2 separate regions of the Macaca mulatta genome follow, and region 1 is linked to region 2. A link is a contact called in public Hi-C data. All regions are on one chromosome and are shown on one strand. Each heading gives the region's core, a stretch centred on a gene start, on an enhancer-like site or on the middle of the called end of the contact. The rest is flanking DNA. Distances are from core to core; before and after follow the strand shown.

Region 1 (3,417 bases), core at 818-3,317, 51 kb after region 2:
GCAGTGAGCCGAGATGGCGCCACTGCATTCCAGCCTGGGAGATAGAGTGAGACTGTCTCAAAAAAAAAAAAAAAAAAAAAAAAAAAAAAAAATTAGTCGCACGTGGTGGCGGGGGCCTGTAATCCCAGCTACTCGGGACGCTGAGGCTGGAGAATCCCTTGAACCCAGGAGGCGGAGGTTGCAGCGAGCCCAGAGATCGCACCACTGCACTCCAGCCTGTGCGACAAAAGAAGACTCCCTTTCAAACAAAACAAAACAAAGGGCCGTGCGCGGTGGCTCTCCCACTTTGGGAGGCCGAGGCAGGCGGATCACCTGAGCTCAGGAGTTCGAGACCAGCCTCAACATGAAGAAACCCCGTCTCTACTAAAAATACAAAATTAGCCGGGCGTGGTGGTGCATGCCTATAATCCCAGCTACTCGGGAGGCTGAGGCAGGAGAATTGCTTGAACCTGGGAGGCGGAGGTTGCAATGAGCCAAGACCACACCATTGCGCTCCAGTCTGGGCAACAAGAGCGAAACTCCATCTCAAAACAACAACAACAACAGCAACAAAAAAAGACACAAAGGAAGTCTCAATGGAGTCATGGAGGGAAGGGTTGCAAGGGAATGACAGGGAAGAGATGAATGAGAAACTCTTCCTATCTATGAAGACCCACCAAAGTTTTTGGTTAAAGTAACCTGGTGACTGCCCACAATACAAGCACAAAAAAGGTCAGGGACGCTTTCATCAATCATCTTCGAAGGTAAGTTTCTCAACCATTGTTGTAAGGAACATATCCAGGTAGGAATCCAGGCTGCAACTAAACTACTCAAGCCAAGATGATCATCCAGGTTAAACTATTTTATGCAAAATATCCTACACTCAAAAATTGCTGTGCCAGGCCCATGAGGTCCTCAAATTAAGACCCCAAACATCTGGAAGACTCCGAAAGGACCCCAAGCCACCGGCTGTGATAAAGGAAAAAAGAAAATTACTAATACTCAAAAATATTTTACCTCCTCGCAGGGGGGAGGAGGAGGAAGGGGGGAGGTGGTGAGGGGCAGGGAGGTAAAAATCATCTCCCTTCCTAACCGCAGAACTCAACCTCCTAAAAATGCATTGTCTCCGCTGGAAAAAAGGTGCCTGATCATAGACCTAATGCAGCTTTCAAAACAACGAACACCTTACAATTCTGCGGTCTCCGGCGTTGGAAGCGTCCACCAGCCGGCGAGAAGTGTCTCAACACACCTTCCAGACCTCATATTAGTCCGGGTCCCAGGCTTAGCCATCCCGCGTGTGGCCGCCAGCATCACCGTTCCCCAGCACCATCCAGGCCTTGCTGGCGTCCAACGTCCGCAGACCGTTTTGCCCGTCCGGATGACCTCCCGCACTGCCCTGAAGAACCTCGGGCACACCCGAGCATCAGCGATCCTGCCCCGGGCTCTGAGGCGCTGCGCTTCGGGAAAGGCCCCGGGAGAAGGGGGCGGGGGAGGGGGACCGCGCCACAGCGTCCAGGCAGGACCGCCGCCGAGCAACACTCACCGACCACTGACTGTTCAGAATGGGAAAAAGCTGGGGACGCCGCGGGGAGGACGGGCGGCGGGGCACAGCCGCCCTGGGGGCTGCGGTCAGGATAGGGGGTGAGGAAGGCCCGACCCCCTCCCTTGGCCCTGCCCACCAGCCCCCGACGCCGGGACTTCCTCCTCCCGGGCGCCGGCGCCGTAGCCCGGGGAGGGCCGGTAACCGCCGCGGGAGGCTGGGACCGCGCCCGGGACGAAGGCCGAGGGGACCGCAGGCGGCGGGGCGCGCGGCTGGGCCCGGAAACTCACCCGCCGGCGAAGAGGTGAAGCAGCGTGTTCTCCTTCTGCTGGCCGCCCGTCGCCATGGCCGCTCCGGCTCCGCGGCCCGTCGCCGCCCGGTGGCGAGAGCGCGTGGCGGCTCGAGGGATGCGCGAGGTCGCCGGGTCGTGTCTCCCCGCTGCCCTCAGGGGCCTGCCGGCAACGCCTCCATGCGCGCGCGGGCCTCAACGCCCGGCTCTGCTCGGCCCGCGCCCTCCGCGGCGTGGCCGCCGGCGCCTCACCGGCCTCTGAGGCGCGAGCCCGGCGGGGAGCGAGAGCCCGGCGCGCGGCCGTCACGTGGCGGGGGCCGGGCCGTGACGACACGCGGCGCGCGAGTCTGGGGCGGGGCGTGACGGGGGTGTGGGCCCAAATCTCGAGCGCCCATTGGTTAGGAAGCAGATGTGGGCGGGGAGTTTGCGCAGTTCTGGGGCGGAGCCAGCCCCGAGCGGATGACTGGGGAGAGGGGCTGGCCTAGGCCGGAGCGTGGAGGCAGTGGAAACTAGCTGTGACTGCCTGGTCCTCGGTCCTCAGAGAAACCTCGCGAGGCCCTAGGCCTTGCCTTATTTTAAAAGTTTACTTTGTGATATTTACGTGTGCAAAAGGTGTACAAATTACGTGTTACATCTCACGCCTCTGTACTCACTACCCCGTTTAGGGGAAAAAAACCCAGAATCTAAAAAACCGTAACCTAAACAGCCTCAAATAATCAGTGAGGCCCTGCTCTGTGGCTCACGCCTGCAATCCCAACACTTTGGGAGGCCAAGGCGGGCGGGCGGATCGCCCGAGGCCAGGAGTTACAGACCAACCTGGCCAAGATAGCGAAACCGTGTCTCTACTAAAAATACAAAAGTTAGCTGGACGAGGCGAGGCGGCGCACCCCTGTCATCTCAGCTACTTGGGTAGCTGAGGCTGGATAATCGTTTGAGCCCGGGAAGCGGAGGCTGCGGTGAGCCCAGATCGTGCCACTGAACTCCAGCCTGGACGACAGAGCGTGATTCTGTCTCAAATAATTAATAATCATTATCATTATGTGTATTTTTCATCTCCTTATAAGTAGTATTATATGCTGCGCATATTTTGCAGTAGGCTTTTTGCTTCTTTTCTGATCATCTCCAGCCCAGACCTAGATATCCAAACAGCTTCTCTCAGGCTATGTCCCTGGGTCATTGTCATACTCAGCCTGACATCGTCTAATCTCCAGGTCTCCCCAAGATGGAGTCTTCCCTGGCCGCCTTTGCAGAGCAGTCTGTCACATGACTATAGAACCAGGCTTCTGCAGTTTGTTGATTTATTTAAGTTGTCCTTCCCATACAGGAATGTAAGCTTCAGGAGAGCAGGGATCTTCTTTGTTCACGGTTGTTCCTGACATGGTACCTGCCACCTAGTAATGCCCAAGGAGCTAATGAATAAAGCTCCCAAACTGAACTTATCATTCTTCCCCTCCCCCAAACCTGCTCTGCCTCTCCTATTTCCTGTCCTGGCAGTGACACCACTGACTGTACAGGCACCAGTGCCAGAAGCTTTCCTGTTACCTTGGACTATGTCTGTTTCTCTCTCAACAGCCCACCATTCACCTGTAGAGCGCACCAACCCTTTCTC
Region 2 (3,342 bases), core at 797-3,296:
TGAATCGTGACAATGGCCAATTTATGACCTCCAGGTGAAACCCAGTGCTCTGTGAGGGCATCTGAAAGCATCCTGGGAAAGGCTGGCCCTTCTCGGCCCAATCAACAGCAAGGGTCCCAATGCCACACCATGACCCACTGGTGTTGTCAGGGGCGTGAAAGGACTTCCAGGCACCCTCCTAGTTCCCCTGGCACCAGCTAGCCCAATACCTCTTCAAGGCCCCAGACTCTTGTTTCAGGAGATGGAGCGCTGTGGCCAGCAGGGCAGGAAGGGGAGACAGGACCCCTGAGGACAGCCGCAGTGTGCGGCACAGTGAGCCACCCAGTCCAAGCCCAGCCTCCATAATTACAACAGAGGTGCTGTGTGGCTGGGAGACTATCCCCTTGCCCAGGCTCTGATCCTTGGGGCAACACCCCTCATCCTGGCTTAGCTGAGAGGCAGCCTCGTCCAGGAAGAACACCGGGTGCTGGACCAGCTCAGCTGGCAACATGCTCTGGGAATCTAAGCAAATCACCTGAGGTCTCTGGACCTCAGTCCCCTGGGTATAAAACCACCGGCTTGGACAAGCTGGTCCTGCAGATGCCCGGCTTCCAGAATCCAGCAGAAACTGACACGGAGAGACTTGGTTGTCAGGGACCCCTGGGCTGGGGTCACTCAGTCCCCAGCTACCCTCCTTAGTCACATCTGGCTGATCCTCCAGACACAGCTGATGTCCCTCCCATCCCTTCCTCCTCTGGGAAGCCTCTGCGACTCAACCGCCTGTACTTCTTTTTCCCTGTCTTCCCCCTGTCTTCCCCCTGGAGGAGAGAAGCAGCACCGGTATGGGTTAAGGAAGAACACACAGACCAGCCAGACGGTCAGGGTTCAAACCCCAGCTCTGCCGCTGAGTGGGCAAGTCCCTTCTCCCCTTTTACTTAAGGGTGTGAGCTCCCTGCATCCCTTGCTGAATGCTGCAAACCCATCCACTCTTTCTAGGATGTTCTCACAACCCCAATTTCCCCCCTGCTCTCTGGAAAGGTGGATCAGGTGGAGAAACAGTAAGCTACCTGCGAGGCTCTGCTGAAGCAAGAGGCCACTAAGCTTTTATGCCTGGCGATGGAGGCCGATGAAAGAGGCCGGATCTGAACACGGGAGCCCACATGGCCCGTGAGTGGGGCAGGGATGAGGGTGGCCCGGCCCGTCATGAACTGTTTTGAGGCATCTCAGGCCTTGCCCACCTCTGGGAGGCAGCCCATTCTAGGGATCTGCCCTACAGGCTCCATGGGCTCAAACCATGATTCCTCTCGTTAACAGCAATTTACTCAGCCTCCCTGTCCCTCAGCTGCTCTAGTGGAAGCAGGGGCTGTGGCTCTGAAACGCGCGGATGTGAGGCGTGTAGAAAAACACCTGGGACGTCACATGCCGAGTGGCAAGCGCCAGCCGCGATCGCCAGCATCGCTGTACACCGGGGCCCAGCACCGGGCTGAGGGCAGGGGCGGCCCGCGCGCACCGGCTCCAGCCCCGCGCGGCTCCCGGAGGAAGTTTGTGGGCCCCGCGCCGCGCTCCCGCCCGCACCCCACGTTCCCGGAGTCCCCGCCGCCCCCCTGACTCCGCAGCCGCTTCCCGACTGCAGTCCCAACCCGGTTTCGGGGGGCGGCGGCGCGCGCTGGGGGGTCTCCACACGCCCGCGGGCAGGCCAGGTCCGGGCCAAGGAGGGCAGCGGGCCAAGGCGGCGCGGAGGCGGGCAGCGGGCCGGGGCGGCGCGGGGGCGGGCCCGGCGGGCGGCGCCGAGGGCCGCGTGGGGCCAAGCCGTGCACTCACCTCCGTGCGATCCGGTAGAGCAGCACGCCGGCCGCGGCGCACGCCGTGACCCCCAGGCCGCCGGCCAGGCCGGCCGTGGGGCAGCGGGCGAGCAGCGCGCTCACTCCCTCCATGGCTCTCCGCGTGGAGGGACGGCAGGCCGGCAGGCTGGCAGGCGGGCAGGAGGCGGCAACGCCGGGGCCGCGGGCCGCAGGCGGAACGCGGGGAGGCGGCGCGCGCCACCTCGCGCCGTGACCTTCGCCGCTTTGTAGCGGGCGCGGGCCCGCCCCCTGACTCGGCGCGCTCCCGTCGCGCAGCCAATCGGGACGCGGGGCGAGCCCGGGTGGGCGGGGCGGCGGCGGAAGCGACAGCGCCGGCCCGGGAGCGCCCCCACGCGGCGGGAGGTGGAAGGCGGTGCGGGGAGGGCGGGGCACGGAGCCCGGTGGGAAAGCCCCGCCCTCTGCCTCCCGCGCCCGCCGCCAGGCGGGGAGGTCTGGCTGCAGACAGTACACCGAGCTTCTGCGAAGGGGAGCATCTCCAGAGTACGCAACTGCTTGTAATTAGTCTTTTTCCCCCTCCCTAATCCTGTCTAGTCAAACCCAGCCTCTGCGCCCAGTGCTGTTTAGCAGCTCCTTAAGCCGCTCCGATGGTTGAAAAACTAGTTTTTTAGAAACACGATCATCCACGGATAGGGACATGGTTAAATAAATCATAGGACAGCCATAGTTCGCAACATAACGCAACCATTAGAAAGAATGCCAGATCCAGGCAGGGCGCGGTGGCCGCACTCCCAGCACTTCCCGAGGCCGAGGCGGGCGGATCACAAGGTGATCGAGACCATCCTAACACGGTGAAACCCCATCTCTACTAAAAATACTAACTCCGTCTCTACTAAAAAATTAGCCAGGCGTGGTGGCGGGCGCCTGTAGTCCCAGCTACTCGGGAGGCTGAGGCAGGAGAATGGCGGGAACCCGAGAGGCGGAGCTTTCAGTGAGCCGAGATGGCGCCACTGCACTCCACTCCAGCCTGGGCTACAAAGCCAGACTCCTTCTCAAAAAAGAAAAAGAAAGAAGAAAGAAAGAAAAGGAAGAAAGGAAGAAAGGAAGAAAGGAAGAAAGGAAGAAAGGAAGAAAGAAAGAAAGAAAGAAAGAAAGAAAGAAAGAAAGAAAGAAAGAAAGAAAGAAAGAGAAAGAAAGAAAGAAAGAAAGAAAAAAGAAAAGAAAAGAAAAGAAAAGAAAAGAAAAGAAAGAAGCAAGCAAGCAAGCCAGCCAGATCTGGAGTTATTGGCATAGATGGATGATACATTGTTTCTAAGAAGCAACAAGCAGGCGGGGCGCGGTGGTTTACACCTGTAATTCCAGCACTTTGGGAGGCCAAGGCGGGCAGATCACCTGAGGTCAAAAGTTCAAGACCAGGTTGGGCAACATGGTGAAAGCCAGTCTCTAATGAAAATACAAAAATTAGCCGGCCGTGGTGGTGCACGCCTGTAATCCCAGCTACTCAGGAAGCTGAGGCACAAGCATTGCTTGAACCCGGGAGGCGGATATTGCAATGAGTCAAGAT

Evidence for each region. A called contact is a pair of places that touch in the nucleus more often than the background predicts.
Region 1: a Hi-C map of cortical neurons shows a contact between it and region 2, with 2.2 times the contacts expected there. The contact joins the promoter of SLC25A33 here to the promoter of TMEM201 in region 2. A contact is called at or near these places in 2 of 14 Hi-C or Micro-C datasets (blood and cortical neurons).

What each region holds. Positions count from the first base shown.
Region 1 is chr1:231,228,781-231,232,197 of T2T-MMU8v2.0, forward strand. It overlaps SLC25A33 (solute carrier family 25 member 33), which reads right to left and starts at 2,068. Exons shown (of 7, transcript XM_015147599.2): 1 at 1,810-2,068. The coding sequence starts at 1,865.
Region 2 is chr1:231,177,337-231,180,678 of T2T-MMU8v2.0, forward strand. It overlaps TMEM201 (transmembrane protein 201), which reads right to left and starts at 2,047. Exons shown (of 11, transcript XM_077975080.1): 1 at 1,801-2,047. The coding sequence starts at 1,913.